2 separate regions of the Gasterosteus aculeatus genome follow, and region 1 is linked to region 2. A link is a contact called in public Hi-C data. All regions are on one chromosome and are shown on one strand. The core of a region is the stretch at or near the end of the contact, and the rest is flanking DNA. Distances in the headings are between cores, read along the strand shown.

Evidence for each region. A called contact is a pair of places that touch in the nucleus more often than the background predicts.
Region 1: a contact with region 2 is called in a Hi-C map of skeletal muscle, with 4 times the contacts expected there. The contact joins two enhancer-like sites. A contact is called at or near these places in 4 of 6 Hi-C or Micro-C datasets (liver, skeletal muscle and whole body).

Annotation. Positions count from the first base shown.
Region 1 is chr16:11,400,621-11,406,358 of fGasAcu3.hap1.1, reverse strand. No RefSeq gene overlaps it. Among protein-coding and RNA genes, the nearest start is that of kcnh7b, 12 kb to the left of the region's middle. Within about 2 kb of position 2,433, at least 2 of the 9 cell types and tissues checked have open chromatin away from gene starts, as enhancers often do.
Region 2 is chr16:11,321,157-11,326,850 of fGasAcu3.hap1.1, reverse strand. No RefSeq gene overlaps it. Among protein-coding and RNA genes, the nearest start is that of fign, 29 kb to the left of the region's middle. Within about 2 kb of position 2,395, at least 1 of the 9 cell types and tissues checked has open chromatin away from gene starts, as enhancers often do.

The DNA of each region.
Region 1 (5,738 bases), core at 1,184-3,683, 79 kb before region 2:
TTCCATCACAATATCTCTTCTGGCCTTGTTGAAATCACTCACACAACAACACATCAAGCAAGTGACTGACATGTGGAAGCTGCTAAATACACATTGTCCTTGTTTAATACTAATAATCCTAGTAGTTCTAGTAAAAAAAGTGGGGAAATACCCAGCCCCCAATAATAACCGAGGATCTCATTCTGTATATATTTTTTTTAAAACACGCTTTAAAATTTTCCCACATCTGTTTCTGATTAATAAAACCGGGCCTTTAATGTTAGACTGTGCCGTGCTGTCATGTCTATATATTTAAGTTTTACCAGCTGAAAATAAATTGCAATTAAACAACTGCAATAATGCTTTATAAATGGTTCACATTCAGTCAACATAAAAATAGATAATCAGGATTACTATCTTGTTTTATTGGGATATTCCATTGCCGGAAACGGTGTCATTGTTGGATAACTGACATTATTCATTTAATATGCAAATAAGCAAACAGTTTATCCGTCAGACATAATTCTGTTTTTCTTTAATCAATTGTTAAATTATTAGGAAAAAAGAATCATATAATGGTCTTTATAAAAATGAATGATGACAGAAATTAGCGGGCTTAGTCATGTGAGTTTGAGTCACAGATGTGCTGTTAGGATTCACGTTCAACAGGAGAGGGCAGTATTGGCCATGGTATGAAAAGTCAACGTCTCACTGTAGTTAAATGATTAACCGCATGACATTCTTCATGAATTTATCGTCAATTTCAAAACTTCTTTTTTCATAACATCCCACAAACTCCGAAGCTTTTATGACATTTGCACTATTGTTTCAATATATATAGAAGAAAGAGGCATCAGGTGATGAGACATGCATGCAAACAAACTCTCCACAGCAACTTTCACACTCATTTCATCCTTGAAGTTATGAGTGTCAGGCTGATACTCACCGTGTGACCTGACTGCTGGGAGTTGTGTGTTGGATTATCACACTGGGAATTAACAGGCGGGAGGCTATAAACCTGCCTGGACTTGCCAGACGCAGGGTGAGAACTGCAGAGACACCCAGTGACATGGTGAGATGACCTGGGAAAAGATGTGATTAGATAGATGAATGAATGGACTGGTGGATGGACAGAGGAACGGACAGAGAGACGGACGGACGGATACATAGATAAATATATAGATGGATAGTTAGATAGATGTATATGTGATAGATAGATAGATAGATGGATAGATAGATAGATGTATATGTGATAGATAGATAGATAGATGGATAGATAGATAGATAGATAGATAGATAGATAGATAGATAGATAGATAGATAGATAGATAGATAGATAGATAGATAGATAGATAGATAGATAGATAGATAGATAGATAGATAGATAGATAGATAGATAGATAGATAGATAGACAGATATATAACCACATTCATTTGAATACAGCTAATACTGGTGAACAGCTGTCTTCTTAGTGAGAAATCCGCGGAGTAGAGCAAGGAGTAGAGCAACTTCAATACTTTGAAGTTGCCTCTCCAATGAAGAAAGGTGGAGGGTGTTAAAAGTCGCTCTTAAGCGTGGCACAGATGATAGAAAGTTGTTCTTGCGAGGGGGGGAAATGGTGGCATACCTATGTAACATTCATATCATTTGAATTATGAATCAGAGTAAGGAGAACTCTGTTCCAAGCTTATTAATATTTAAAGGATTAAGTATACAGATCATCATTTGGACAAAGGAAGAATACTGATGTCCTCTTCTCTGAGTCTGATTAGAGGTTAACCAGAATGCAAACTGCATAATTTATTTTCATTTTTTACATTTTTGTACCTTTTGATTTTGCACCGCCTTTTTAGTTTAGGGATTTAAATTTTGTATGGTACTGAATGCAAATAAGGGATAATTGGTGGAATTTGTTTCAAGCATGTCAATGAAAGTTAAAGATGATTTGGGGATTTTCATTGTGCAAAATGTTTTAAGTGCACATGGTTTTTAGTCTGTAACTATAAATATAATCCATGCTCGAGTAGTTGAAATACACAGAGGGCCCAGTGTCCCCGCTGACACGGACATTGGTCAAAATCTATTAAATTAAATGCTGTATTTATCTTGTTTGGAGACAGGGCAAAGTCACATGCTTTCGGCTCATTCTAACTCCCCTCACTAGTGTAATCTGCTCATTTCTGTGAGAGAGAAAGTGGGAGTGAGAGCCCGTGCAGGTGAGACTGTCTAACAGTGAGGAAATCAATATGATGTAAATTATTAAGAGCTCAGGAATGCGTCTGACCCCTACTGTCTTGCAGCAGGCTGGGCTCTGAAGGCTGGCAGGTGGACGGGAGCTTGGACTCTCCCTCTAACACTCATTAGTGGCTGGGAGCCGAGGCTCCTTGTGAGGGGGGAAGGCAGGGATCACAGCGGGGAAGTGATGGCCCAGGCCTCTCACATCCCGGCTCAGCCTTCGCTCCGGCTCTGCCAGCCTCTCCCTGGAAGCTCATTAGTAAGTGCACTGATGCATAAGAGCTAGTCATTAGCTGGGCTTTTTTTCCCCCGTCTTCATCTCTCTTTCCCCCGACACCGTGACTGATCCTGAAGACCGGTGGCAGCGCTGGTTTAAAAGACGAAAGAGGTCCACATTACCGGAGGTACTCTAGACATATGGATATGAGACAGTGGTGGCCAGCTGATTTTCCTTTTACTTTCTTATCGGGGGGGCGGGGGGGGGGGGTGCAAGGTGTGCGTGTCAATTTGGAGTTCTTCAAATGGCGCCGTCTATAGCCCTTCAAACCAAAGAGTAAACATTTGTGCTTGACCAGGACTTTGGCCGAGCGCCCCTTTCTTCCTCCATGGTTGGTTTTGATCGGGGGTATTTGCTTTTGCTGCCGGCCAGATCCCCTCAGCACCTGATGGTTGCCTGGGCTCTGAGTAAATAAGATCTGGGGCCCAAGCCTCTTCGGGGCTGCTGGGTAAATAGGGTCTCTGGTGTGCGTAGCGTGCCTGGCAGCAGGGCGAGCACTGGTGTGGAGGCCTCCAGAGGCACGCCCCCCTCCCCCCCTTTTCTATATCTAGCTGTTTAATTCTGTTATCCTCTCTCTACCTACCCAAAGACAAACACACACACAGGCGCGCACACGCAGACCTCCACTCTCAGCGGCCGTACTGATGAACATTAGCCAAATGTACTCATGAACGTGATGGCTTCCAAAGCAAGGGAATAACATGATCACTTGTTTAGGCAGAGATCTTGAATCAAATGGAAAATAACCATTTTAGATGTGCAGCCTTACACAAGTTATTTTGTCAAGATTATACCCAAGGTAATTCACACGCTTTTTCATAAGCCTCTGTTCATGCCTTATGAGTTGGCGGCTAGATATCCGAATTTAAAGATCCTGTAATTAAAAGTGGTCCAACGTCATACACGAACAAGCTCCTGTCTCTGAGGAACAGTTTGGCATTTAGTGAGTCTTTAAATGTCAGAAAGATAAATGATGATAATGGCACCTGTTATAATGTCATTACTTTCTCAATGGTAATCTTCCAAACCCTCAAACAAATGGATTTCATATACTACTGAAAGATTAAACAATTTAACACCTGATGTCTCCATTGCTTATTAAAGCAAAAAGTGGGCATAAGGGACCGACAAAGTATTGTCGTTGTTATACCGCTCCACCTACATATTGTGTACCTTGTTGCCTTCAGCTAGTCGCAGACTAATAGTGTTTTCTGTAAAAGCCAAAGTTAAAGCCAAGTTTCTCCAGTAAATGCATGTGGTTGAATCCCTGTTTGAATGTCCATTCCGCGAAGGACTTACAGATAAGAAGGTAAGCTAAATTACATGCTAGTGTCATTCAGCCACTGTAACAAGGGCTTTGCCTTTGTGAAAGTTTACTGAGTCAGCTTAATGTGATCTGGCGCTCGCCATGCTGGATCCCCTTATGCCAATTAATCCAGGTTGTAACTCACAGACTCCTGCTGACCAATTAACATCCATTGTTGATAGATTTTGGCTGCAGGAGCCTCAAACTTCCTTCTTGGAGCCAAAAAAACGGCAAGAAACCCACCACCTCTTCCAGCCCCATCATATTGTCTGGTGATTGCCGGCAATTAGTAAAGCCGGGCAGGCTGAGAAACGACAAGACCGAGCACGGCTATTGCAACGCATGGGTGTTGTTGGCTCACACGCCAGCTGCAAGTGTTTGTTGACCCTAGGGGGTCACGCCTGATTCACTAGCGCGGACAGAAAAACAAGATTCATACAGCACAAATCGATACGCAGTCAGACTTTTACAATTGTGGAGCGACAATCCAGTAACTTCCCTCTATCAGTCAAATGTGACACTAACGTGTGTTTAACCCAGCCAGCGGTGAATCTGTTGGCCCGCCAAGACAGAGACAGTGAGAATTAGTTGGGGAGCACATGGCAACATGCGGAGGCTGACGCATCGGTGTCTCAGTCTGCATGTTTCCTGCTGGGTGTTGTTAATCCACTGTTTATGCATCATAGAAGACATCGGCAACTTATGAAATGGTTTCATGACATGGTACCAGGGTGTCGATCCCACTCAGTGACGTCTTAAGTAAGTCAGAAAGAATGCCGTTACAGTTCTCCTCACAGCAAGTGTTCAACAACATTTTTTTGCTCATTTATGCCATCAGCTCTGATGTCATCAGCGTTGCTCGTCACCAGAGAACAAATGGACTGACACCTAGCAGAACACTCCCTCCAGAATAAACTCCAGAGTAAATGAATGTACAGCCGGGATCATCCTCCAAAAAGCTGGCACGCCAGTAATGTAAAATGTGTTTAATTGTCTGCCCTGCTTAACCTGTTTGAAGGGGAAATTGGAGAGTGACATGAGCGATGTGCGGTGTCGTCTGAGCATTGACCAGCAGGCACAAAAGAGGAGTTGAGTCCGGTGCCAAGTTCTATTTCAGGGGCCGCATTCCAATTGATTAGGAGGCTTGTGAAACAAACGCTGGTGACAGAAACGAGAGTACAGCGCTGGCAACTCTTTGGCGTGGTGCCAGGTGGACAGTCTTCCCCTTCAGAATTTTCCTCTCTCTCTCTCTCTCTCTCTCTCTCTCTCTCTCAAACACACACACACACACACACACACACACACACACACACACACACACACACACACACACACACATGCAAACACCTACACACAGACATTAATGACACATTAACGACAACCACAATGTGACCACTGGGATAACAGGAGCATTATCTCTCTGCATGTGATTATGCGTTGGACCGGCGTTTACTTGTGCCGTTGATTTTTAGTGATACAATAGTTGTGAACCAGGAATTTCCTAATATGAAATCAATTGCAGATGACTTAGAGAATGAATAAATCCCTGGTACAGGGAAATATTCCTATATTTTACTTGAATTGTGCTTCAGTCAAGTGTAGTTCTGAAATACTTTGAGTACTTTTGGACTGATCTTCAAACTATATCAATCTATGTGTATGTCTGGCATGCTTATTTTCACTTTGAGTTTATGCATGCGTATGTGTGTGTGTGTGTGTGTGTGTGTGTGTGTGTGTGTGTGTGTGTGTGTGTGTGTGTGTGTGTGTGTGTGTGTGTGTGTGTGTGCAAGGGCAAGTGGGTGCATGTGTCTCTGCTTATGCCTGGTTTTAGCAGCAGAACCCTTTAAACCTCAACTTGTCTTCATAGTGAAGTTGATGATTGGATAAACAGTCTGGATTGTTGTACTGGAAAATGAAAGCATATGCACAATTTGCATTTT
Region 2 (5,694 bases), core at 1,146-3,645:
AGAGCGACGCCAGCATTTATGTGGAGTTGTGTTTCCAGCCATGTGTCAAATAGTCACTCTTCTCATAGTTTTGGTTCTCCACCAAACCCTGGGAGAAATATCTCAACCCTTGGCTGGTAAATACTGCACCATGTTCACTTTCTATTGGCTTTTAGCAATGATCGTGTTGTGTGAAATGGTCACCGTAAAGGTATATGTGAATGCCCACGTGCCCGAGATCTTTTCCCGCACTGAAAACAAACCGCAACACACGTATAAAAGCCTGTAAATTCCATTGCCGCGTCTCAGTCAATGAAAAAATATCATGGCAATTAATCCGACACCGTGCGAGATGCCCGCCTCTGCAAACCATAACACATAAACATGTCTTGATCCCTGTGTTCAACGGTCTGTTATGAACAAAGATGCAGTCGTTTCTTTTTAGTATGCAGTCGTGGCCGAGGTCACGGTTGTTTTGTCCGTATTCCATATCTTGGTTCATCTTTAGCAAACCGACCAAGCCTTGTGTGGTGCGAGTCTTTCTCCGTTGTTGGTGTCCGGGTCAAAGAGGACTCTTTTGAAAAACAGGCAGATAGGAATACTGCCCATCGCTAAATGAAAGGGGTTTACAAAGCTACAACTATTCTCCTAAATGTCTGACCAGAGCACACTGATACGTAGTCGGAATACTCTTAAGTGCAAATATTGCTACACCTGCTCCATCCCTTTTGTACCTTTATGTACACACAGACGCATCTGGACGGCTCCGGACCGGGATTCAATTAACTTGTGTTATAATAAGGGGCAAAGACTGGCAGTTAGCAGCACACAACTGAGGTCCAGAGGTATGATTGACGTTAGCCTTCATTCAACCTCCGCCTGAAAGGAAGCGCTAAGTAAACAAATAGCATGCTCTCAAAACATTTCATGTGTATTAAATTGTCCAAAAACCCTAATATTTTTTGGTAACATGAAATGGAGTTTGCACTCGGGTTGCCGTATAAGGCGCCATCGCTGTCCACCAGATCAGTGCTGGAATTGTGTATGCAGTGTTGTTGATGGGAGCTTTGCTGTATCTCACACTGGCCTCTATCTGAGGGAAGAGAAAGCCCCCCGGGGCAGTGATACAGAGGTAGACGGGACTTTGAAGGGACAATTGGTAATTTAACCAGTATCTTATTTTGAACATTTACTTCACAAGAACGGTGTCTTTGTTATCTTTTTTTGTTTTGTTGTAAAACTCATTTTCTTCATAATAAAATGGAGACCAATACTGTTTAGTTGTGGCATTCCACTGTTCCTATGTTTGCATATTTCATTGCAGATAAGGATATAGGTTCCCGTGTTAAATGGGTTTCTATTTGTGCTGAATGAATGACAATCAGATCCTGTTTTGAACATTTCAAAATTGCTTTGGGAGACTTACATGTAGTGTGAGTGTAAGCTAAACACACACCTGATTAAAGAGGCAAACACTTGCAGGCATGCAATGATCACTGTAACATATCTCCACCAAACTAAGCAGAAATTTGGTGTTTGTGGTGAAACTCCGCCTGAAAAAGAGCAAGAGAGCTAAAGTTCCTTCAGTTTTGGTGTCAAGAAGCTTTCAGAGCGAAGAATGAACTGCATAAAGGATCCAAAGGAATGTAAAACTGCATGCAACCTCAAGTTGCCTGATGCCAATCGAACAACAGGGACACAACCTTGTTTTTGTAAACAGCAACGGAAGACAACCTTTCTGGTGTTTTCTAAATCTTTTAAAATGGGAGGTCACTTGCTGCTCTGCCATCCTATGGACCTAAATGGATTCTGGTTCTATGACATTTGTGAGGACCTTGTCTCAAAATGAGAAGAAATCAAGCCAAGAGGTGTTGAATCACTTCTGCCTTGACAATATGAGCTTTGATTAAGTGTAGGCAAATCATGTTTAGCCTCTGCCAGCCCCGGCTTCATGCCATGAGGTCTTGTATGTCATTTAAGCCCAGTTTTACTTCATCTTGTAGGCACTAATGTTTGGTAAACTCCTCAAATAGGTGCTTTACATCCTGAAGGCATGATCTCGACCAGGTACCATACCATCCAAATGACACACTGGAAGCAAACAAATGTTGTCTATAAAAAGCCATTTAAGCAATGTTTCTCCATGTTTAAATCAGATTATGTTTTTACCAGTGATTTAGTTGATAACAATATCACCCTGCTGGGAACCTCCAAGACATTTCATCTGAAAAAGAGGCAGATTTTCAAATGTGCGCTAATGGAGAAAACAATCCACATCGCTCGAGGTGACCGCCACGTCTATCTTCTTTAAAGGAAACAGTAACTTCTGCCAACTACAAGCAAACCATGACTGCAGTACTTGGCACATAGCCGATCAAACCCCAGGCATCAAACCTGTTCCATCCACCCTCATGCCAAAGGCTTTGGGCATGCAACGCTAGAGATGTAACCGCTACGTGAAGATTCGCTATCTCCACGTAGCTGCCTCTCAAGCCACGGACGCTTAAAGCACCGCTTTGGAAGAGTTATTGCCACTGAGCTGAAATTGCAGAATAATGATGAATAACAGCAGCAACATTTACCAGCAGCCATTTGATGCATTAATCCAGATTCACATTGATTTCCAAAGTAAATTGTGCGGCCTGTGTGTGTAATTTATATTTCTCCATGTTGCGGTGGAACTTACGGGACAGTATCCACCCCAACAAGCATCGATCAGCATTAGAGAGCTGATTAGTCAGCAGAGTCTCGGCTCTGCAGAGTGAAGACACGAGCCTGTGTTCCATTCCTGATTGCATTGCATGACTCTTATTTCTTACTCTTTCACAATTTCCTTTTACATTTCATATTAAAATGTATCACGCTACCGCATGCTTTTGGTTATATTGTGCTGTTGTAACATTTGTTAGACAATGGTTTGATAGTTTTTTTCTGCATGGATCAGCGACGACTTTGTCTTCTACGCATTTCTCATTAAAAATCAAACTATTTCTGAGTCTTTATTCCCTGTTTACTTTTTTTTCATTACATTTTTTAGAACACGTAGGCTACACCTTTATTTTCTTTATCTGTTTGTAATATATTTACGTTAGATACATAAAGGTTTTATTTTACTCATATTATGTTACTTATATTACAAAAATGTACTTGGTCTAATTGCAGCCTTTTAATCACCATGAATACCATACAAACAATTTAAGACACCTACAGTCAATAGTGAGCAACTAGCTACTGTCTATGCAACAACGGCACGTTCCTAAATATTCGAAGGCTCTGAACTGAGTAGGTGTAGGCAACTAGTAAACGGCATAATAAATGCACAAGGTGGTTTGTGTTTGGATTCTTTCTGCCCTCTTGTGGAGGACGAGGCAATTTCACATCAGCTCATTAGTAACAAGATCCCAGTGACCAGACATCAAATGATTGGCAGTAATTAAATAGATAAATGTAAAATAACAAGTTGCTGATCCATATTAAGTAGTTATAGGGTACCTACATGAAATGGAGATAATTTCTCCTCTATTGCATTGCGAAAGATAAAGGCAACATGTCTGTTTCTTTGTATTTGTGTCGATTCAATGTTTAGCTTCTTGTCTTGGTAAAATTGTAGTGTACCAACCCCAACGCAAGATTAAAACAAAAGATTTTAACACGCGCATCAACGTGAATGTTAAAGCAGAATAGATTAACATAATTTGACATTGACTGCATAGTACAGTAACACAGACCCTGACTCTGAGCCAGATTGGCTGCAGAATGAATGTCTTCACAAATGCCCAGCAAAAGGTCAGCGCGGTATCGAATTTTTTTCAAATATTTTTCAAAATACCTCCTGGCATTGCAAATATTTTTGACGACTGCGTAATACTTTGGGGAAGGATGAATCCCATCTCTCTTGCACACGCACACACAGATACCACCGCACGATGCCTGCCAATCTGCGCCGGAAAAACACTGCTCTGGGTTATATATCGATTGATCGTTCAAATCCCGGAATATGCTGCTCTGCTTCTGCTCTGCTGTAACTCACAAATGGACCATTTCCTAATTCTTCCACGAGGCTTCCTAACCTGCTCAGAAGTCACACGCACACCATGTAAATGAGAGAGAAAAAAGTGGGCAGGAATGTAAATGGATCTAATACGTGTGTAAATATGCATATGTGTGTAAATATGCTTTTGCACATGTCCACATATGTGCGTGTGTGTGTGTTCAACTGTGAAGACTTTGACCTATTTTGCAGAATAATGTGTTGTCTCTGTAACCGTGAAGTGAATTGCCCGATGATGTACTGTAGTTTTGAAGTCTCTTTTCTTTCAACATGTTGTGGTGTGTGAATATCAGCAATCTGAGAGTTCGTGTCCACTTTTACTGTACAATAATATTCACCCCAAACTGCCGCACTGTCAAACACCTTAGCTTTATTTTTTCATCAGCCTTCAAAGTCCAAAAATGTTTTCCTCTCCGAGACCCCCTCCTGGTGCCACCCCGCCTCCCACCCCCGTTGTTTTTCTTTTCTTATCCATCCTTTTGATCACCTAAAACATCAGTCCATCACCACCAGAAGCTGTGGTTTGTGTCTCCCTGCTGTCCATCGCTCGCCGCCTGCCTTCCGGTGAGAGCTCCTCCCCGCTGGGCCGCTGCCCGTTTGCCAAACTCAAGTGTTTGTGTGAGAAGTGAGCAGGTTTTACATGGAGGACTGCCTTAATGTTGTACAGTTGGTGGTCAGCCGTACAGGGTGCTGCACTTCAGATTCACTGTTTGTTCATCTGTGCAAGGCCAATCCTCTTTTTCTGTCTCCGTGTGTCTGTGTGTCTGTGTCAATACCTCACATACGCACAAACACATTATATGTTACACACAATAAACCAATATTTATCACCTTATTAAATAACCTGAAAGAAATGTCTTTTTTGATATATTGTGCAAACACTTGGCCCGCTGGATGTTACTATTTTGTCTGGAGCAGCAGAGGTATGCCTTTCAACTGGGGATTAGGAGGGGACGTGGCCTCTATAGGGCTCCCTCGGAGCAAAGCCAGTCCTCCCATGTTAATTTCTCAAGGTCAAGAAGAACCTGTGCAATGTTTCAGCTTTGAAGGTGGACGCGAAAATACAATAACAGGAACCCTGCTGTAATGGGGGAAAGGAAAGAGCACACTGATTCTATAGCTCCACACCGACCCGTTTGCTGAGATCAAAGAGGCCAGTTTACAGAGGGTGTTTCAGGCCCAGCCACAGACACACGTGTACGCTTTGTATGCGTTCATCCAGGACTTGCTTAAACTTCTGACTTCGACATAATAAAAGCAGTAACTCACGATGAGGAAAAAATAACAAGCTGATCTGCTGTGTTATTGCAACGGAGCATCTTTCTACTGCCGCCCTCATCGGCTCAGTTCCTGTAGGAATAAGAATTAATATGACCATTCATCACTCACTGTCTTTAACAGTTATTTTACGAGCGGCTGTGTCGGGATGTAATCGAGCTACTTTACATTGCAACAAGGCAACAAAATGCACCGGATTGAAGCAGACCGCGTTCCCTTATGTGTTTAAGAATAGGGCTTTGGAAACACTGCTTGCGTCTCGCCTTTTTAGATTTAATGACTATCCTGTGACTCCACAGAGAATTACCGCCAGTAATTGATTATTAAAACTTGAAATTGCAAACCACATCCATTATTCGACGAGTTTACGTGTTATCCTTGTAATT